Linked DNA regions of Mus musculus: all the other regions are linked to region 4. The links are chromatin contacts, called in public Hi-C, HiChIP or PLAC-seq and promoter capture Hi-C maps. All regions are on one chromosome and are shown on one strand. The core of a region is the stretch at or near the end of the contact, and the rest is flanking DNA. Distances in the headings are between cores, read along the strand shown. Region 1 has its middle 8.9 kb from the start of Gm40501. Region 2 holds the start of Apela (apelin receptor early endogenous ligand). Region 3 has its middle 30 kb from the start of Smim31. Region 4 holds the start of Tma16 (translation machinery associated 16). Region 5 holds the start of Tmem192 (transmembrane protein 192). Region 6 has its middle 51 kb from the start of Smim31. Region 7 has its middle 80 kb from the start of Smim31.

Region 1 (2,921 bases), core at 380-2,879, 1.6 Mb after region 4:
TGGGTGGGTAGGGGAGTGGGGGGGGGGAGGATGTGGGGGACTTTTGGGATAGCATTGGAAATGTAATTGAGGAAAATACGTAATTAAAAAAAGCTTTATAATTATAAACTAGTCATATAATAATACTATAACATCAAGATATTTTACATTGTTTACAATGTCTGTGCTTTTTAAAATAACAAAAGCAAAAATGAAAATGAGACTATCATTTTAAAGGCATGTTTTTAAATATTGACTAAAAAATAAAGGCAACTCCTGTTTTCAAAAAAAAAAAAAAAAAGAAAGAAAGAAAGAAAGAAAGAAAGAAAGAAAGAAAGAAAGTAGGTTGGGCAAGCCATGCAAACAAGCCAGTAAAATAGTACCCTTCCAGGTTCCTGCCTCGCATTCTGCCTGAATGTCCCCCAACAATGAACTATAAGTTGCAGTGGAAATAAACCATCTCCTTCCCAAGTTGCTTTTGGTCATGGTCTTTATACCAGTAATAGGAAGCAAGTTTATTAACTTGCCACCAACACACTTCCAAAGCCAAAGGTCCAGGCTACACAGTCAAGCCTCCCACCCCATCAAAAACCTCCAGTAAAATAGCCTTATTCTTCTTTTAAATTTTGTATATGTGTATGTATGAGTGGTACACACATGGGGCCGTGTGCATTGGAGCATGCAGAGACCAGAACAGAACATCAGTTGGCTTTCTCTGATCACCTTTGGCCTGATTGCCTGGAGACATGGTCTCCCACTAAACTTGAGGCTCACTGTTCTGTCTGGGTTGGCTGGTCTGTCAGCTCCTTAGTGTCTGTCTATCTCTACCCCTGTGTTAGAGCGACAAGCACACACAGTCATGCTTGGCTATTCTTTCCTTTCCTTTTCTTTCTTTCCTTTTCTCTTTTTTCTTTCTCTCTTTCTTTCTTTCTTTTTTATGTTGAGGGCCGAGGAGTTTAAAATTGCATATGCATGGGTGTTTTTTTCTTGCATGTATATCCGTGAGTCACTTGCATACATGCACAGTGCCTGCAGAGACCAGGAGCAGACATTGCATCCCCTGGATCTAGCATTACAGGTGGTTGAGTCACTATGTAGCTGCTGGGAATCAAACCTGGGTCCTTTGGAAGAGGGCTTTTAACTGTTGAGCCATCTCCACAGCCCCATTGTGCTAGGGATTCTAGTTGAGGCCCTGCTTCTTAAAAAGCAGCAATCTTCCCCACAGAGCCATATCCCCAGTTCAACTTTCAGAAAAATCAATATAGTTTTACTGTAAGAAGTGCTATCAGAGAGCTGTATGGGGTAAAAATGATGTGGTCCTACCCACCGCCTTGCTAGGGAGAAGTGGGTGGAGGATTGGTGGGTTGGGGTCACAGTCTCACCCAGTCCCTAGAGGTCACAGTGGATAGCCATCTTGGCCTGAGAGATGTCTGACACATCACCTCAGTTGTAATGTTTGAAAACAGAAAAATCTTACACTCAAAACAATCCTGTCTGTGTGCCTGCCAATCAGTCAGTTCCCGGCTTTGCTGGAACAGTGGTCAGATACTAAAAAGGAAATGTTACAGAATGCTTACGCCCCGCCCATCCTGTGTGTGGTACAGACTGTTAACCGCACACCTTGTGTTATCCCTCACACATCCTGGATTCCTGGGGAGAGGGAGTATGATGTGGGCGTATTTCGTGTGCTTGATATCTATAAATACACTCAGAGGCTGCTCAAAGCTGCTCCCTGTTATTCTGGCATCTTCTCTATTCCGGGTTTCCTCACACACCCTCACAGAAGAGGAGAAAGTGGATTTCAACTCTGCCACCCTGACCACAATCCCAGAAAATCACTCTAACAACAGTTACTGATTTTTAGGTACACCTTCCTCTCAGACGGGCAATGTGAGAGGCGAGTCCTTTGGCAGCCGCATGCTGCACACCGATTTCTGCTAGGTTCTCTTGACCTCCTTCTGGGCCGACTTTGGAGACACCACTTCTATTTTTGGCACCATCTGCCTTCTGTAGTTTGATTCAGGGTTTTCTCCCAGCCCATGACTCTGATGCTATTTTTTGTTTGAAGCTTTTCTTTCTTTCTTTTCCCAGAAACCCCAGCCCACAGATCTTCCACCCACTGCTGCCTAAGGCTTACCCAGCCCTTGGAGTCTGCAGTCAGTCACCTGGAGGGGAGGATTTGCTAGGGTTCAAGATCCATTGAAGTTGTCCCTTCTCACCCCTCTAGTCAGACCTGTGGTTTTCAGAATACAGTGTGTGCCTCACATGATGGCTTTGCCCTGTACTAGCTATGGGTTATTTAGTGCCTTACTAGACTTAGGTTTCTCAACCAAAAGAGGGAATCCCTGACTTTACCTCAACTGGGTCTTCCTTTATATCCCATGCTGACCCCAAATTCCTGGATTTAAACAATCCTCCCATACTTGCCTCCCTAGTAGTCGAGACTACGAACACATACTATCCAAACTACCTTAAAATGGGGGATATTAATAGTACCTTCATCACAGGATGGGATGCGTAATATTGATTGTTTACTTGACAGGACCTAGAACCACTTAGGAGACAAATATCTGTAAGGAAGTTTATAGACTGGGCTAAGACAGAAGACCCTCCCTAAATATGGGCAGCACATTCTTCATGTCCTGGATTGAGTAAAAAGGGAAAAGGGAGAGATGAATATTGTCTCCTTTCATATCCGTCTTTCTCAGCTTCCTGACTGTGGATGTAATGTGACCAGCGATGGCCATGATGCCCCCACTCTGATGAACGATACTCTCAAACTGTGAACCAAGATGCACCTCCCTTAATAAGCTTTTGTTGGGTATTTTGTCAGGGCATTGAAACAGTATCTAATACATGAGGTTTTAATAAAGATGGTAGTGGATTAATGGCAAACTTAATGGACCACGCTTCCTCAACCCAACATATTCCTTACAATGTTA
Region 2 (2,700 bases), core at 112-2,611, 1.4 Mb after region 4:
ACAATAACTATAAAACAGGTCTGGAGAAATGGCTCAGCAGTTAAGAGCAGGTGCTGCTCTGTCAGGGGACCTGAGTTCATTCCAGCACACACACAGGGGCTCACTACTGCCTGTAACTACAGCTCAGGGGACCTGATGTCCTCTTCTGGACTCTGTGGGCACTGCATACGCACGGTGCTCAGACATACATGCAGGTAAATAAATAAATAAATAAATAAAATCTATCTATCTATCTATCTATCTATCTATCTATCTTCTATCATCTATTTTTGAGATAGGGTTACTCTCTTATATAGCCTTGGCTGTACCAGTACTTGCTATGTAGACCAGGCTGTCCTGGAACTCACAGAGATATGCCTGCCTATGTCTTTTGAGTGCTGGGATTAAAGATAGGTGCCACCACATTTAATAATTAAATAATTAAAAAAAATTTTTTTAAGAATTTTTTAAAGTTCTGTATAATCTGGAATAGCTAGGCAGATATGGAATTGTACAGACTAATTTGTAAAATCAAAATAATTTTTGCATTTCAAACCTTAAGAAGCCCAAGATTGTGTGTGACCACCACCTGACTTTAAAGATGCCAAAATGGAACAAAATTCCTGACAATTCACAACCGCTTACATGTGCTTGGGTCTACTTATCTGTCAGAGTATAGCTACATAGCCTTCTTCATTAGAATAATTACAATACTTCTCAGATCCAACAGTCTTGTATTACAGGTAAGAAAGCCCTCAGACAGGAGATGCGGGTGGATGTGCAAGACAAAAACTAGACTCCTTTTGTTTCTTCTGACTGTTTAGAAACCAGCTACAACATTCTTTCTCCATCTGCAATCTGGTCTCCGTGCCGGTGACGTTTACCTGACACGCCACCACTTACAAGTTTACAGCAGAGCATTTTATGTCTGTGGCTTGCCTGAACTCCCTTTGAAAAACTCTTGAATGTTTGCAGATGAAAATGACCTTCATCACTTCTTAAATTGCACTTAAATGAAAAGATAAACATTTCACAGATTTACTTCTGAACCTTCTAAACTCCAGGAATCTCTGATGGTGGGAACCCACACACATTAAGCCATTTGGAGATTTAATATAAATAGGCGCTACTTTGTAGTAACTCTGGCAAAGAGGAAGCGCTCCAACCCAGAGTCCATACAAAGCATTTGGGAATCCCTCAGTTAGAGCTCTAGCATTCCTTCTGCAAGAGGACACAAGGGAGACTTCCCGTCCTCTCCACTGCTTCCTGCATGTGGGATCAATATGGGCAATGCAAAGCTTAAACAGATTGCAATGGAGGGGAGCGGAGGCAGGCAATGCTTCGTTTTGCATAGTTCTTCGTAAACAGATTGAATTGGAGTGACTCTCCTTGGAGCTTTGCAGAGACTTCCCGCTTAAGTTACTGCGTGCCTGAATGGTCCATTTCACCAATATTTGCTTATGGAAATAAGGGGGAGTGGCAGGGAGCCGCGGAGAGGGATGGAGGAGGGGCTTGAGGCTTGGGAGCTCTGGAGTACCAGTAACCTTGTCTGATGTGATCATTAACCTTTTCAGGAAAAGGCAGCTGGCAGCCCTCTGAGTTCTGGCCATAGGATGTGGGGTGAGCCGGACAGATACTGCGATTTACAGACGATTTCTCTACTTGAAGAGCTATTGTTCACTTGCGTGTAAGAAAAAAGAAAAACAAAAGGAAAGAAAAAGAAGAAAAGAAAAAAGAGAAAGAAAAGAAAAGATGCGATTCCAGCCCCTTTTTTGGGTATTTTTTATTTTTGCCATGAGTCTCCTTTTTATCAGTGAACAGAAACCAGGTAGGTTTTTGAAATAACTGGCTAGGGTAACTTGTTTGTTTGCCTGTTTGTGCTTCTGGGTCTCTAAATGTGCTTATGCTGAGAACTATTTGGGTATACTTACAGTTAATAGGACTGAGGAAAATATATAGGATTTCTGAAGTACATTTAGCAATCTCATTGTGGGATACTATTTGGACATTTTAAAATATTGTTATGTATTTTACAATTATTTTTCCAAGAAAATAATTCTCAAAACTATTATCCATACAAGTAAATAGATGGGAGAATGTTGGTCTACTAATAAACCTAGATTTTTTTTTAGGTAACATGCAAAATCTAAGCAGATTATCAAGAGAGCATGCATGTTGCTGATTGGAGGAGGGCATTGTAAGTTGAGGTAGCCAAAATCATGATGTAACAATGTAAAATGATAAAACTGGCCCACTGACTGCCTGCCATCTCTGGTTATTTAATTACACAAGACAAGGTTTTGTTTATTTGTTTGTTTATTACTGTTTGGTTTTTTTATCATTATGACGTTTAAGGCAAAACTGTAAAAGGTATGTTGTCAGCGTTAAGTTTTCTGACACATAAAGTTGAAGGGTCAAGTTTCAACCAAAAGATGACAATAGTCATTATCCAAGGGTGTCAGTACAGACGTGATAAAATGTTCCTTTAGTTAGACGGAAGATGGAGTGTCTTGGCTGAAAAGTCAGCCGCTGCTTTTAATTAGGACTTTGATTGCTCTGAGGTTATTCAAATCATTCTTTTTACATACATAAGGGGAAAAAAAGTTACAAGGTCCTTCTTTACTGCCTATAGTAATCGCTACTCAATCCAAAAAATAAAATTCGGATCTCTAGTTTTCTAAAATATAGAGTATCCTGGACGGTGTTCTTGTAAAACAACTT
Region 3 (2,700 bases), core at 58-2,557, 1.3 Mb after region 4:
TTCTACAAATGCAGCAAGTACTCTTCACCACACCCACTTCTCTGGGCCAAGTCTCTCTTTCTCTCTCTCTCTCTCTCTCTCTCTCTCTCTCTCTCTCTCTCTCTCTCTCTCACACACACACACACACACACACACACACACACACACACACACACATCCTGGTCTCAATGGACCCTAACCTTCTTATCCCCTTCAAACTTTGCGCTCTCCTTCTTTGCCTCCATCTCACCAGCAGATGATGCTCACCATCTTCATCCTCGTGCCCTGGCACCTGCCCTGGCCTTCTGACCCTGAGAAGGAATCGCTAAGGCAGCTCACACTGAGAACAAAGTGATAGCAAGTTACCAGGAAAGGCAGAGTGTGTGTGCTATGGTGGTGTTCTAAGGTAGCCAAACAATAGCTGTGTGGCTATCATAACCCGCCTGTCCCACCCATATATTATCCGTCAGCCTCTTATTCCATTTATTCAACTAGCTAGCCAACATTTTAGAAAACTGAAGCAATTTTTTAAAAATCTAGATAAAATGTACTCCTAGTTGACATTACAAAACCAGAGTTCTTTTTATTTTTTTATTATGTCTATTTACTGATTGTGTGTGTGTGTGTGTGAAAGAGAGAGAGAGAGAGAGAGAGAGAGAGAGAGAGAGAGAGAGAGAGAGAGAGAGAGAGCACCACAATACATCTGTGGCAATCAAAGGACAACCCCCAGGAGTTGTTTCTCTTCTTTCTAGGTGTCAAACTCAGACCATCACGCTTGATAACAAGCATTCCTCCCTAAGGAGAATTACCATTCTCCCTACCCCCAAAAAAAAACTATAGTTATGAAGCCTAAATAAAAATCCCAAATGCATGCAATTTCTTAGTATTACTAAAGAAATAGACTATGTCATCAGCATGGCCAGCTGGTGATGATGAGAATGCCCAACATGGAGATACTTTCTTCTTTGCTAGTTGTAGATGCTAACACTGAGAGCACAGAGCAGTGGGGTTATGTGTGTATCCCCTAAGCCTTTGCTTAGGTGCTGTCGGTACCCAGACACCACACGAAATCTGTGAGTAGAAAACATTCTAAACTATCAGTTGAAGCTGGGCATGATGACTTCTTCCTGTAACCCGTTCAAGAAGAGGCAGGAAGATCAGGAATCCAAGGCTAGCCTTGATTACAACCACGAGTTCAAGGCCAGCTGGAGCTACATGAGGCCCTGAATCAAAACTAAAATGAGTTAACCAGTATATAATGCACAACAAGCCATGTTTTGAATTACATTTAAAAGAAAAGTGTGGGCGGCAGAGCTGCTGGCCTGCTTTCTTCATTGTCATACATTACAGCAGAGAGCGACTGAGCCAACTCTCACTAGATAGTTCCGAGTAAATTATTAAATGGAATGAAATCCTGGAGGTCCTCAAAACCAGGTTAAATTTGGGACTCTGTCTTGCTATTAATCAGAAGTCATTGCGAGGCTTTCAGCCAGAAAGCTATATGATTTGGTTCCGTTTAAAAGCCCATCTGGTGGCAGAATAAGGAAATACAAAAGCATGCTGGGCGAGTACAAAGCTGTGTCGCGTCGCTACGAAAATAGAGCAACTCTTCTGGCTGGAGTAGCAGCCACCGGGTTTGCAGGGAGGAGGGCTGATTTCACAGGAGTTTTCCAGGGAAAGCTGCTTTTAAACTTGGTGCAGATGACAACAAACGTTGACAAGCTGTGCACATGTGAAATATTTATGTGTGGCACAGTATAGAAAAGATTTCAGTTCTTGTTTTTTAAAGACTTCATGAAATTGTACAGTGTTTGTGAAGCTTGGCAGCTCCACCCACTTTAGGTGCTAGTAATAACACAATGTTCCTTTTATGGGTCGATCTACACTGTGTGTTCCAGTGTCTTCTTTGTGTATGTCTCGGGGGTTAGGGGAAAGGAGAGGACTTTAACATTTACCCTTTAATAGGTCACAACAAGGAGATGACTTGGTACTTGGACAAGAACACTGAGTTGTCAAAGGAGCTGAGAGGGTTAGAGCAAGGGATCCGGTGGTCAAGACATCGATTAGGCAAAGGAGTGGGTTTCACAGCAAAGACTGTGTGTGGGGTTTTCTGTGTGTTGATGGTGATCTGCAATACTGACGTAGATGTCTAGCAGGAATCTGGCTACTGAGGTAAGGCACTATAAGGAGAAATTGTTCCTAGAAGTTAAGACATAGGTTAGCAGTAGTTACAGGCTAACAGCCCAAGAGCCAAGTCTTGCCCTCGGGATACTTTTTAGCCAATGGGGAATTTTGAAATACTTTTTGGCTTAGCTGAAAACGTTTTCAAATGAGAGGATATCACATTTTAAAATTTAAAAATAAAATTTTATTTCAATGCCTCATGACAGTTGGAGATCTGGTAAGATGAAACCCGTGATCTCTCAAGCTAGTCAAGAGCAAGGTGAGTCTGATAGGAATGGTCCCAAGGTAGAACATTCTCTACCGGTCCCCACAAGGCCCTCATTCGGAGCTGTGCTCTCCGCACTGATGTTTACACTGGCTTCACGGCTATGTGGTTGCTCTCCTTGGAGAAGAACTAGGGGGAAATGAAATCTCTCTCACACTGCTCCCTCTATGGGGAGTCAGTTGGGAGTCAGAAAATTAAAGCTACTGAAGGATGAAGCCGTTCAAGGATCCTCCACTGCCGCATACCCTCCCTGTGTATCTGTCTGGTTCCTA
Region 4 (2,700 bases), core at 140-2,639:
CCTTTACTTTTATTAATTTGGGATTTCTTTTGCTAGTTTGGCTAGGGGTTTAATCAGTCTTGTTATTGATGTGTTTATAAAAAGATAAAGGGGGGATATATTCTGTGGAGGTGTAGTCAGGCATGGGGAAGGGGATGCCTCCGTGGGCCCACAGCCCTTCCCCCTGAGGGACCACGCCAGGTAACTGGGGGGGCAGAACCTACCTGGCTGTTGCCAGATAACTGTGTTGTGGAGCTTAGACAAAATACTAACAGTTGTCCTTTAACAAAAACGATTGCTTTAGCTATTCCTATGTATTGAGGGTTTTTTTGGTCTCTATTTCATTAGGTCCCGCTTTAATAGTGATCGATTGATGAATTTATTTATTTATCCAGTGATTGGGTTTGGGAGTGACTTCTTATTTCTAGAACCTTAAGATGAATTATTACTTCACTTGGAAACTCTCATTTTGCTTTATTGTAAATACTCACTTTCCTGTTAGGATGCTTTAGCTAGCTCGTAGAGTGCCTATGATTTTCATTTGTTTCTAAGAATTTTCTCCTTGATTTCTTCAGTGACCCACTGTACATTTAAAATTGTACCATTACGTGTCCAAGTATTTGTTTTAAGTCCTGTAGTTTCTCTTGCTGTTGGATTCTAGTTTTATTTCAGAGTTGTCTGATAGGGTCCAAGGAATCCATTCATTGTCATCCTCTTCCTCGCCCCCCCTTTCTCCCATATCCCTCTCCTAACACTCCCCCATACATCTCCTCTTCTCCCATCCCTTCTCCTCCTGATCCTTCATCTCCTCCCCTTTTTTGTGTATGTTAAATCCACTTAGTCTATGGTAATAATTTATATTATAATAGTATTTGAAATACTAACTTCTTTATGTCCCACTACAGATAGAAATTATACAAAAAAGAAAGTAGGGAAACTGTCAAAGTACCTTCAATGCGTAGCATGTACTAGGCATTTGATTAATAATTACTACGTAAGACTTTCTATCAAATTTTACCATGCTGTTCAAAAACGGAATAACAAGGCCGGAGAGACAGGCTTTAGATATAGAAAGAAAATGGTAGAGAAAATCAAAGGAAAAGTGAAGGCTGAATTTACACCATTCTGGGAGATGGGCACCTCTAGGTGAGGTAATGCTATCTCCTAACAAGTTGCTCGCCCATGGAGAGCTGCCTTCTGGCCGATACTCAAGGCCGGCCTTTCAGTCAGAAACAGAAGACAGACAGACTTCTGTTCTCTGAGCTCGACTCTCTCTCTCTCTCTACTCTCCCCGCCTTTGTGTGGCTCCCGGGCTGTAAAACAAGGCGGGCGGAAAAACATTACGTCTCAGTTTCTAGGGACGCTTTAGAGAAAGCACCAGCTCCTCCCCTTCCTGTCCGCCCCTATTTGTTTCCCCCGGGGCCCACGTGTGTTAGGGAAGAAGCGGACTTGAGAGCGGCTGCGCTGCCCTCTGTGAAATTGTCGCATCGGGACATCGCCCGGCCTCGGTGGCCAAGACATCGCCATGGTGAGCGGCCCCTTAGGTTCTCCGGGAGGCTCTGGTCGGGCGGCCGGGGAGTACAAGCTCGGACCCGGGAGAAGCCGGGACTCGGAGTGGCTGCGTGGGGCGGTGGTGGGCCCCCGGTGCTGCCCCAGGATCGGAGTGCTCCAGCGCGTTCTCAACTCGCTCTGGGTGGCGTTGTCCACGTCTCCCGGTTTCTCATTTTCCTGAGGGCCTTAACTAATACCGCTTTGTGGATCCACCCACCTCTGCCCTGGGGCAAGTGCAGGTCTCCCCTGCCCAGGGTCACAGCCACCCACGAGGTGCATCGGCCCGCAGCCCTTCTGTTCTGACTTTAGTCCTGCCTCTACAACTCCCATTCCTACCGGGCAACAATGCTGTTTTGTTTGCATTTTAAGACAGTAGTTAAGAGTGTTATAAACGGTTTATGTATAGCGATATAAAGAGCTCATTCACAGTATCCGAATTTATGTTTTTTTTTTTTTTCTTTCGAGACAGGGTTTCTCTGTATAGCCCTGGCTGTCCTGGAACTCACTTTGTAGACCAGGCTGGCCTCAAAGTCAGAAATCCGCCTGCCTCTGCCTCCCAAGTGCTGGGAATAAAGGGGTGCGCCACCACCGCCTGGCCGAATTTATGTTTATAACTGATTTTATGTACGTGTGGATATCGGAGAACAATTTGTGAGAATCTGTTTTCGCCATGTGTATGTTTGATGTTTAATCTCGTTTCTCATTTGCCCCACTATCCTCCATGTGTGTGTTCTTACGGCTTTAAGATTATTATTTTTTTATTCATAGCCAACCTCAGATGGGTTTCAGACTTAGACGTGCCTTCTCTCATCAGATTAATGAAAAAATGACCAATGTCTAAGAGAATTGTGTGAATGAGGAATTGATGAACATTTTAATTATTTGGAGAGTTTTTTTGAGATTATTTCGAGCTTTGTCTTAGCAAAGGAAAAGGGAAGGAAAGAATTACAGACAGAGATAACAAGTGTAGTCTCAAGTTGCAGTGTGGTTTATTCTGGAATAGTGATCTTCAGTAAGAATGGGGAGAAGGAGCTGTGTGAAGGAAATGCTGGAGAAGAAAGTTGGAAGAGATGGCTTTCTGTGCTAAAGCTTAGAACCAAGCTGATCTCTTTCAATAGGGAAAGAAACTCTATACTGGATTAACACTGTAGACAGATTTTTTCGACTTCT
Region 5 (2,899 bases), core at 320-2,819, 1.5 Mb after region 4:
ATTCTCCCCATCTGATCTAGAATCGTATCTGATTGGCTGTAATAAGGAGAGGAGAGACAAGAGCTAGGCAGGAAGTGGAGGGTGGCTTTTCCAGGAGAGAAAGGGATTCTGGGAGAAGAAATCAGAGGTGAGGGATTCAGCCAGCAGACAAGGGGGTAAACAGGACCAGAGCTGAGCAGAGAGGTAGAGGTGGCCATATGGCATGACATAGTGCCAGGATTAGTCTGGTTAGGGCAGCTACAAGACTGCCCTCCATGAGAGGCCTAAGTATTAAGTTTCCAAGTAGTAGTTGCTTTCCCATTTTCTCAGTTGAAAAATAACTAGATTAGTCCTGCTGTTAGAAACATATTTCATCAAGAAAATGTAACTAGCTACATCATCCTAGCATTAAAATGGGTTGAGTCAGGGAAGATAGGCAAATCTGAGGCCAGGTTAGGCTATATAATGAGTACCAGGCCAGCTAGGGCTACATAGCAAGTCTTAAATAAACAAATAAATAAATAAATGACTGCAGGACCCAAACACACAAGAATCTAAGCCCTTACAGTTCTGGAACCTTGCTATTATTAATTATTATTATTATTATCATTATTATTATTATTATTTTGATGTACTTTTATACTAAGACCATGATAATGTTTTTATTAGTTATTAGCTCAGGTCACTGTGCTAAGATAATGTCAGCCTTGCATTTCTCAAGGGCAGGAATTGTATTATGCCACTGGACAAAACAGTTTGTTCTGGAAACAAACGCATGTTTCCTCCCAAAGTGTTTCCCCCGCCCCACACCCAATTTCAAATAAATCAGTGTCTTAATGAGCTTGCAAACTCAAGATTTTTGCAACTGTATTATTCTATAATGGCTACATCATGAACTGGGCAACCGAATACTTTTTTTTTTTAAAGCAACCAAGCACTGTTCCTATCATGCCTACATTCAAAACAGCACATGATAACTGTTATGCGCCAATCTGCGTTTCCGGGAGATGAGAGCTACAAGTCCGCCCGAGGGATGCTGGAGGTTAGAGTCACTCCAAGTTCCGGGTGCTCTCCGACCAACGCAGGAGGGCCCACAGAAGCCGGGTCACCCGGGCTTGCAAGCCCGCCTGTCAGTCTCTCCCAGGAAGGACAGATCAAGCCAGCTCGCATCACGTGAAGCTCCCATTTCCGGAACCAAAGACGCGCACTGCACGTGAGCCGCCGAGTGAAGGGTCCCGCACGCCCACCCTGCCGTGTCCCTCCGATCGTTCAGGAAGACGTTCCCGGGGTCCGCGGTCCCCGCCCGTCGCGTCACCCCGCACCCTGCGTCCCCGATGGTCGAGCCGCTGCGGCTCTGGTTAGCTCCTAGCCCGCAGTCTCCGCCCCCTGAGCCCAGCACAGGAAGCCGAATGGCGGGGACAGGGCTCGGCGCCTCACTCACGTCCTCCAGCCGGCCGGCCGCCGCCATGACCCGCCGTCGCGGGCCGATGCCCCGCCAGCCTGACCTCTCCACCAGCGCCCGGGCGCCGACGGCCCGGGACAGTCGCACCTACTAGGACCTGCGCGCCCCGCCTCGGACACACCCACTCTGCGCTCGCCCCGCCCCGGCCGCCGAAGGCCACGCCCCTCCACCTAGATCAGCCGATCAGCAGCCAGGGGCGTGGCCCCCCCTGCAGACTCCAGCTTTGAGCTGCAGTGTAGCCCAGGCGGTTGTTTTGGGGTTTCCCCTAAACTGTTGCTTCATCCATTTATCAGAGATTTGGAAATTAAAGGATGAATTTCTCGAGCAACCATTTAAACCAAGTAAACTACTTCTCTTTAGAATATTAACTTATTTCTGTTGGCGCAATTTTTGTTTGCAACAATATAGATAGCTCTGTTTGGAAAAAGACGCAGTAAAAATCGCAATTCCACCTGTAGAGGGACTTAATTAGAATAGATTCCAATTTCTATAACACGATTTACAGATGTCTCCACAGGAAATTTCTGTAGTTTTTTTTTTTTTTTAAGGTATTCTGTTTCTGTTTTCCCCTTCCCCATCTCTTCTTTTTCTGTCCTTTGATTATTTTTGGTTTCAGTTTTGTTTTTATGAGACAGGGTTTCTCTACATAGCGCTACGTGTTCCGGAACTCACTATGTAGACCAGACTGAACCCTCGGAGATTCGCCTGTCTTTGTTGCCTAGTGGAATGCTCGGATGAGCCGCCACACTTGACCCAAGATTAAGTCAGTTCTTCCACTATGTGAATCCTGGACTTGACAGCAAAAGCCATTCATTGCCCAGTCCTCATTTTTGTAAAAATTAAAACAAAGTCTCAAGTAGCTCACACTGACCTAGAAATTGATGTGCACTGAAACGGGCCTTCAGTTCCTGATCCACTTGCCTTCACACAGTGAAATCTGGCATCGCTAGTGTGCATCATCGCAACGGATGAGTTGTTTTGTTTTATATACAAAGTATTTTTAAAATGCTTTTATTTTATGCATTTCAGTGTTTTATTTGCATGTGTGGCTATGCACTGTGTGTGTGCCTATTGCCCAGGGAGGCCAGATGAGACACTGGAGTTAGACAGTGGTTCTGGGAATCAAACCCAGGTTTTTTTTGGAAGAGTGGTTAGTGCATTTAAGCACTGAGCCATCTCTGCAGGCCAAGTTTTAAACACACACACACACACACACACACACACACACACACACACACAGAATCCAACTGGGGAAGTGGGTGTGGTGGCACACACCTGTAGTCCCAGGTCTTAGAGGAGACAAGAGAATCGTGATATCAAAGCCAGGCTTTGCTTTATAGTGCGTTAGAGGCAAGCCTGGGTTACACGAGATATCTCATGAAGAATGAAGAGAGATTTGAGGAAGAGTCCTCAAGGTCTGTGGTTGAAGAGGAATTGGAAGGCAAAGATGTCATCAAC
Region 6 (2,769 bases), core at 233-2,732, 1.3 Mb after region 4:
ACCCAATTTGCTTTGTTTTGTGCAGTGCTAATCATTTGCAGGATTCAGCTCGTCTACAAAGTCAAGGTTGAAGAAGACACCCATTTTGTCTTCTTACAGCTTTTCTTCTTCCTGCTCTGACACCCATCATGACCATCTATTCTACTTTGCTTCTCTGTTGCTGGGAGAAAGAATTCTGACAAAAAGGCAGCTTCTCAGAGGAAAAAGTTCATTTGGCTTACATTTCCAGGTCACAGCCCATCCACAGAGATAAATCAGGGCAAGAACTCAAGCAGAAGCCATGGAGAAACGTTGCTTACTCTCTCATATTCCCTGACTTGTGTTCAGTTAGCTTCTTCACCAGTCCAGGCCCATCTGCCTACACATGCTGCTGCTCACAGCAGGCTGGGACCTTTCTTACCAATCATCAGTAAGGACACTATCACAGACATGGCCAAGGCCAGTCTTATGGAGGAAGCAACATTTCAGTTGAGCTTCCCTTGTCCCTGGTGACTCTAGTTTGTGACAAATTAACAACAAAAAACAGGCATCTCAATACAACTTCCCAGATGTCAGAGAGTAATCCTAACACACATGCACACAAAATAGTAAACTGGTTTCTAGGAATGTAACTCAGTGGTAGAGTGGTTCCCTAGCATGTACAGGGACCTGAGTTTGCACCACCCCCAGCACCACAGAAAGATGGAGGGAGGGAGGGGACTGGGTTGGGAAGTAGTGGAGATGGGAACAAGAGGGATCAAGTTAGGGGATGGTGGAGGAAGAGAGAACTAGGAGAGAGAACTGGAATGAGGGGGCATCTCTGGGACAAGCTGAAAACCTAGGACAAGAGAAACTCCCAGGAATCTATGAGGGTGACTCTAGCTAAGACTCCTAGCAATAAGGGATATAGAATATAAAACAGCTACATCCTGTAACCTCACAAGACTTCCAATGGAGAGATGGGAACATCAAAGGAGAAAGAAAGAAAGAGAGAAAGAAAGAAAGAAAGAAAGAGAGAGAGAGAGAGAGAGAGAGAGAGGAAGGAAGGAAGGAAGGAAGGAAGGAAGGAAGGAAGGAAGGAAGGAAGGAAGGAAGGAAGGGGAAGAGAGAGAGAAAAAAGGAAGGAAGGAAGGAAGGATGGAAGAAAGAAAGAAAGAAAGAAAGAAAGAAAGAAAGAAAGAAAGAAAGAAAGAAAGAAAGAGAAAGAAAAGAGGCAGAGAGACAGAGAGAGAGAGAGAGACTGAGAGAGAGAGAAAGACAGAGGGGGCACCTATAATAAAGAAATAGAAAGAAAGGAAAGGAAAGGAAAAATATAAAGCACACTGTTCCCTCTGAGGACATTTGCTTTATTACAAGAGTTTGTACTGCAAAGAGTGTTCTGTCACAGCAGGATCAACAGGATCCTCATTTAATACCTTCAGCCTTCCATCACTCTTATGCCATGTGCAAACTGTGACAGCTCCAGCCACAAGTTTGGGAAGGCCAAGAATACAAACAATAAAGAAGGTCACAGAGCCAGGCCCACATAGTGTGCAGGCTTGTGTATACTCAAGGGTCAGTGTTCACATCTGTAAAGTGTAAATCAGAGCTCTAACAGGAAAGTAACATGAAGGTCTGGACGGAATCAGTATCTGAATAGGATTTGACATACAGCTGCTTGTGGTGTTCCTTAAATAATTGACCTTGCTGTGGTTAGTTATGTTATCATAATGCAAATCATTTGGAGGGATTGGTTCACAGACTGAAATAGTAGGGGGGAGATCTGGAAGACCAACCTCTAAGGAATTCTATGGTAGTCTTTTTTGTTTGTTTTCTAAACTTCATCAAATCTAGTTTACAACAAGCCAGCACTATTTCCTGGTGTCCTCTGATGCATTAATTAGTTTTCCCTGTGGCTCCCCTCCCCCTACTCACAGGGTAGATGTTATTGACCCCATTCACAGCCACCAGGAAGCCGCATAGCCTTCCTCACAGCCCCTGATGATCCTTCTACAGAGTTTTAAAAACACCACAGGGATAAAAAATTGGGCTGATAAAAATGCAGCCTAGTGCTTTGTTCTAAACAGTCCTATTTCTGAATGAAGATGAGAGAGTTCTGTACTAATATCCTTGTTGAAAAAAGTTATGTTTTTTCTATAGATCTAAGAAACAGAAAGCAAAGCTTCAGCAAGGGGCAAGCAAAGTTTCAGCAAGGGGCAAGTCCCATTTCTCTTTGGGTCTCCATTGTCTTTTAAGCAATACCATGCACACACTGAAAGGAAGATCTCTCCCTGAAACAATAAATATTCCCTGAAGAACTCAAAGACCACTGAGGAAATAACTATTAATTTGTTTTCATTCTTTGTGTGAGCAATAAAGGTCTCAGATTCACAGAATTACAAAATCTCTGGAGTCAGGTGACAACTGCATAGGAAAAGGCCCCAAGGGTCTACTTCCTAATAATATCTTGGTTATCATCATGAAGGGTTATTTTTAAAAATAAATACCAACAGTTCAGAAACTTTCTAAGATATTCTGAAGAAAAGCTTCCAAAGAATATAGACAATTTTGATTTCTTTAGGTGGTTACTCCAAACTTGAAAATGTATGGGTATCTTAGTTACTTTCCTATTGCTCAGATGGCATACCATCACCAAGACTTATAAAAGAAAGCACTTAACATAGGGCTCACAGTTGCAGAGGTTTAGTCTATGGCCCTCATGGCAGGGGGCATGGCAACAGGCAGGCAGGCATGATACTGGAGCAATAGTGGCAAGCTCACATCTTGTAGGAGACAGAGAAAGTTAACTGA
Region 7 (2,721 bases), core at 76-2,575, 1.3 Mb after region 4:
TTTAAATCTCATCCCTTATAAGTCTAATTTCTAGGATAAGAATTACATAAAATGTTATCCCAATTTAGAAGTATCTTTAGTGTCCTGGTTTCCTGGACTGGTTCATGCCATGTGTTGTTGTTTAAAATGACTCCAAACCTGAGTTACCAGTTTTAAGCTAACTTTCTTGTTACCAATGTTACAAATTTTTAATCATACACAATAACTTATAAGCCAATACTGTATGGTCTAGACATGCACAGCATATTTATACCTTTAAGACCAGTCAGAAACAAAATGAAGCGGCTACATAAATCTTATAAATTTAGACCAATCGAAGAATTTTTACTTTTTCTAGCTATAATTTCAAGAGAGAAAGCACTTTGTCATTTGCTGAACCAAATAATCACAATTGCAGAGATTTTTCTAGGAAAAAACAACTATCAGCTTATTTGCTTTAGAACTTGAAAAGCAGCTGCCCCCCTTTAAAAGCAGCTTTTCAGCAGGGCCTCTCCTGCTGTGCTTGACTCCTGGCTAAGGGTGCAGGGCAACTAAAACCAGCCTCTGCTGTGCAAACTGAGACTGAATCAAGAGATGGAGAGCCAGCAGATAAAGTTTTAGCCATTTTTTTCTTTTCAACATAAAACAGAACAACAGTCATTCAGAAAACAAAACAAAAACAGACACAGATTGACAAGTGGACAGATTGGTGCACCAAAGACAGACAATACAGAGAGGTAAGAGAACTTGATGTAACCAGAACTAAGGATGTCTCCTGTAGGGGCCAGAGAAGACACAGGATGTTTCCTGATTTCCTTCTGTCCCTAGGAGAGCTCCAAAATCCATTTTCCCTCTCTCTCTCTCTCTCTCTCTCTCTCTCTCTCTCTCTCTCTCTCTCTCTCTCTCTCTCTCTCTGTCTCTCTCTCTCTCTGTGTCTCTCTCTCTCTGTGTCTCTCTCTCTCTGTGTCTCTCTCTCTCATGTTATTTGTATATCTAGCATCCTCTTGCTGTTGTTTGTTTGTTTGTTTTTACTATTTTATTTTATTTTATTTTGTTTTATTTTATTTTATACCCTACTCCTCACACCTGAAGCACCTCTTGGAGGCTGTGGACAATTGCCTATATAAAATTCCCCATCCCAATGCACTGCCACCCCTAGCTGATATCAGCATTGGGCCAATGTTGACCTAGTCTAGCCTGTATCATTTTGCACCCTTGCAATCAACAGCCTTAAAAAGACGAAATTTATAGTGCTAACACTAATACTATATGTTGCTTACCACCATGCAGGATATATAACTTCTACCGTTTTCTATGCAGGTCCGTCGAAGACAGTGTCCTTCAGTTGGTGTCCCAGTGTTCAGGCCCCTTGTTTGGGTGCCACCTGTAATGATCCAGCAGCAATGGAGGACTGGGTATACCTAGAAGAAGAGCTGGAAATAGAATTAGGATGAGCAGATGAGAGAAATAACGAGCCAAGACAAAGTTCTCTGATAAAGGCTCAAATTTTAATGTCTAACTCTGAATATACATGAGAAAACCCAAGGACCCATCCCTTTGTTTCAGCTGGATTGAGCTGCAAAGTAAACTCAGTAGGCAGTCAGCTCCTCAAGGGTCGGGCAGGAAGATGCAAATGTAGCAAAGCCAGGTGCCTGGCTCCAGCTCTGAGATTTGTTTGACCAACTAAAGGTTGGGGGAAGGGCACAGACAAACTATTTGCATTCTGCACAGATTTATTGCAAGATTCAAACAAACAAACAAACAAACAACAACAACAAAATAATCACACCACCAGTAAAATTAGTCACAAAAGTGTGAAAATTACCCTTTTTATTTGAGATGTGGGATGTAAGATGTGGATGCAGATAGAAAATACCCGGATCAACAATGAAACAATGAAAATATGTATTTCTTAACATTCTATGTTAATGGGCAACATTTTATTATAATAACTACTCTTTCTTTTGCATTGGGGTCTCATGTAGCCCAGTCTAACAACCAAGAACAACCTTGAGCTTCGTGTCTTCTCTCTCCACTTCCCCAGAAAGGCAGCGTCAAAATTAAAAATGAGGCTCAGAGGTGCTACCTAACTACGACACTAAGCACAGTTCTAACACTGCTAGAGACTTTTTTAAAAATCTAATTGTGGGGAAATTCTGCTAATTAAAGTTGAAGTCTACAAATGACAGGATAGCCTTCTGGGCCTCAGCGTGTAATGGAGGACTTCCTTCATTAGCAGGGTTTCTCCTTCTCTGACCTTGCCCAGGAAGTTCTAAGTCCCTACATTCACCTCTACTTGAAAAATGTCATGTAGCCTCAATTAGCTTATAGGACCAATATCTTTTCTCCTGACAAAACCTGTTCAGCTAGCACCTAAGATTCCTGAAATGTTTCTCCATACTAATGAGACATTCAAGGTACTCTAAGCCCCCAGCCAATGACATTTGCTCATACTGGGTGTCCCTACCTTCAGTCCTCAAAAACTTCATAAGCCTTTAATCACTCCAAGTAAAGTTGATCTGCCTACTGACTGTGGGACTTAGTGTGGTTTTTTTACTGTACATATTCACAGGGCTTCCAAATCCCCAATTTGATGTCTCTGCTCCCACTACCCTCATGGTTTGAGTCATCTAATGAGCCATGAGAGTGGGTAATGTAATCACTTTTATTGTAATAGCATACCAGCCCATTGCATAGTAGTTTGCATTTTAACTCAGTATTTAGAATTATTTCAGACTGTAT

Evidence for each region. Promoter capture Hi-C pulls out the DNA fragments that hold promoters and counts their contacts. Hi-C and Micro-C count contacts between places; a contact is called where the count stands out from the background. HiChIP or PLAC-seq counts read pairs in DNA pulled down with a chosen protein or histone mark.
Region 1: a promoter capture Hi-C map of hippocampal neurons shows a contact between it and region 4, with 4 times the contacts expected there. The contact joins the enhancer-like site here to the promoter of Tma16 in region 4. A contact is called at or near these places in 6 of 39 promoter capture datasets (the 3T3-L1 cell line, embryonic stem cells, hippocampal neurons and 3 more), 1 of 484 Hi-C or Micro-C datasets (embryonic stem cells) and 1 of 115 datasets of contacts at active chromatin or transcription factors (bone marrow-derived dendritic cells).
Region 2: a contact with region 4 is called in an H3K4me3 HiChIP or PLAC-seq map of embryonic forebrain, with 13 times the contacts expected there. The contact joins the promoter of Apela here to the promoter of Tma16 in region 4. A contact is called at or near these places in 13 of 39 promoter capture datasets (the 3T3-L1 cell line, the C10 cell line, cranial neural crest and 7 more), 3 of 15 datasets of contacts at CTCF or cohesin (large pre-B cells, pro-B cells and stem cell-derived epiblast-like cells), 19 of 484 Hi-C or Micro-C datasets (the AtT-20 cell line, B cells, CD4 T cells and 11 more), 19 of 115 datasets of contacts at active chromatin or transcription factors (the SCID.adh cell line, astrocytes, bone marrow-derived dendritic cells and 9 more) and 4 of 9 other capture datasets (adipose tissue, embryonic stem cells, liver and 1 more).
Region 3: a contact with region 4 is called in a Hi-C map of cerebellum, with 1.7 times the contacts expected there. The contact joins the enhancer-like site here to the promoter of Tma16 in region 4. A contact is called at or near these places in 9 of 39 promoter capture datasets (the 3T3-L1 cell line, the HPC-7 cell line, cranial neural crest and 6 more), 3 of 15 datasets of contacts at CTCF or cohesin (the NIH/3T3 cell line, large pre-B cells and stem cell-derived epiblast-like cells), 2 of 484 Hi-C or Micro-C datasets (cerebellum and embryonic stem cells) and 12 of 115 datasets of contacts at active chromatin or transcription factors (the 230-238 cell line, astrocytes, embryonic forebrain and 5 more).
Region 5: an H3K27ac HiChIP or PLAC-seq map of bone marrow-derived dendritic cells shows a contact between it and region 4, with 16 times the contacts expected there. The contact joins the promoter of Tmem192 here to the promoter of Tma16 in region 4. A contact is called at or near these places in 19 of 39 promoter capture datasets (the 3T3-L1 cell line, 3T3-L1-derived adipocytes, the C10 cell line and 11 more), 2 of 15 datasets of contacts at CTCF or cohesin (large pre-B cells and pro-B cells), 24 of 484 Hi-C or Micro-C datasets (B cells, the Ba/F3 cell line, CD4 T cells and 18 more), 31 of 115 datasets of contacts at active chromatin or transcription factors (the 230-238 cell line, DN3 thymocytes, the SCID.adh cell line and 19 more) and 5 of 9 other capture datasets (adipose tissue, bone marrow-derived macrophages, embryonic stem cells and 2 more).
Region 6: a promoter capture Hi-C map of second pharyngeal arch cranial neural crest shows a contact between it and region 4. The contact joins the enhancer-like site here to the promoter of Tma16 in region 4. A contact is called at or near these places in 10 of 39 promoter capture datasets (the C10 cell line, cranial neural crest, embryonic stem cells and 6 more), 1 of 15 datasets of contacts at CTCF or cohesin (stem cell-derived epiblast-like cells) and 6 of 115 datasets of contacts at active chromatin or transcription factors (the SCID.adh cell line, embryonic forebrain, embryonic stem cells and 1 more).
Region 7: a contact with region 4 is called in an H3K27ac HiChIP or PLAC-seq map of embryonic stem cells, with 9 times the contacts expected there. The contact joins the enhancer-like site here to the promoter of Tma16 in region 4. A contact is called at or near these places in 5 of 39 promoter capture datasets (the 3T3-L1 cell line, embryonic stem cells, hippocampal neurons and 1 more) and 4 of 115 datasets of contacts at active chromatin or transcription factors (astrocytes, embryonic stem cells and epiblast stem cells).

The regions. Positions count from the first base shown.
Region 1 is chr8:64,870,684-64,873,604 of GRCm38.p6, reverse strand. No RefSeq gene overlaps it. Among named protein-coding and RNA genes, the nearest start is that of Gm40501, 8.9 kb to the left of the region's middle. Within about 2 kb of position 1,629, at least 73 of the 459 cell types and tissues checked have an H3K27ac peak or open chromatin away from gene starts, as enhancers often do. A contact at or near this core is called in hippocampal neurons, where this site is marked.
Region 2 is chr8:65,035,997-65,038,696 of GRCm38.p6, reverse strand. It overlaps Apela (apelin receptor early endogenous ligand), which reads left to right and starts at 1,361. Exons shown (of 4, transcript NM_001297554.1): 1 at 1,361-1,416; 2 at 1,554-1,807. The coding sequence starts at 1,732.
Region 3 is chr8:65,158,133-65,160,832 of GRCm38.p6, reverse strand. No RefSeq gene overlaps it. Among named protein-coding and RNA genes, the nearest start is that of Smim31, 30 kb to the right of the region's middle. Within about 2 kb of position 1,307, at least 11 of the 459 cell types and tissues checked have an H3K27ac peak or open chromatin away from gene starts, as enhancers often do. A contact at or near this core is called in cerebellum, where this site is marked.
Region 4 is chr8:66,485,219-66,487,918 of GRCm38.p6, reverse strand. Tma16 (translation machinery associated 16) reads left to right here and starts at 1,389. Exons shown (of 7, transcript NM_025465.3): 1 at 1,389-1,507. The coding sequence starts at 1,505.
Region 5 is chr8:64,945,855-64,948,753 of GRCm38.p6, reverse strand. Tmem192 (transmembrane protein 192) reads right to left here and starts at 1,569. Exons shown (of 6, transcript NM_028427.3): 1 at 1,421-1,569. The coding sequence starts at 1,447.
Region 6 is chr8:65,179,399-65,182,167 of GRCm38.p6, reverse strand. No RefSeq gene overlaps it. Among named protein-coding and RNA genes, the nearest start is that of Smim31, 51 kb to the right of the region's middle. Within about 2 kb of position 1,482, at least 4 of the 459 cell types and tissues checked have an H3K27ac peak or open chromatin away from gene starts, as enhancers often do. A contact at or near this core is called in second pharyngeal arch cranial neural crest, where this site is marked.
Region 7 is chr8:65,207,850-65,210,570 of GRCm38.p6, reverse strand. No RefSeq gene overlaps it. Among named protein-coding and RNA genes, the nearest start is that of Smim31, 80 kb to the right of the region's middle. Within about 2 kb of position 1,325, at least 6 of the 459 cell types and tissues checked have an H3K27ac peak or open chromatin away from gene starts, as enhancers often do. A contact at or near this core is called in embryonic stem cells, where this site is marked.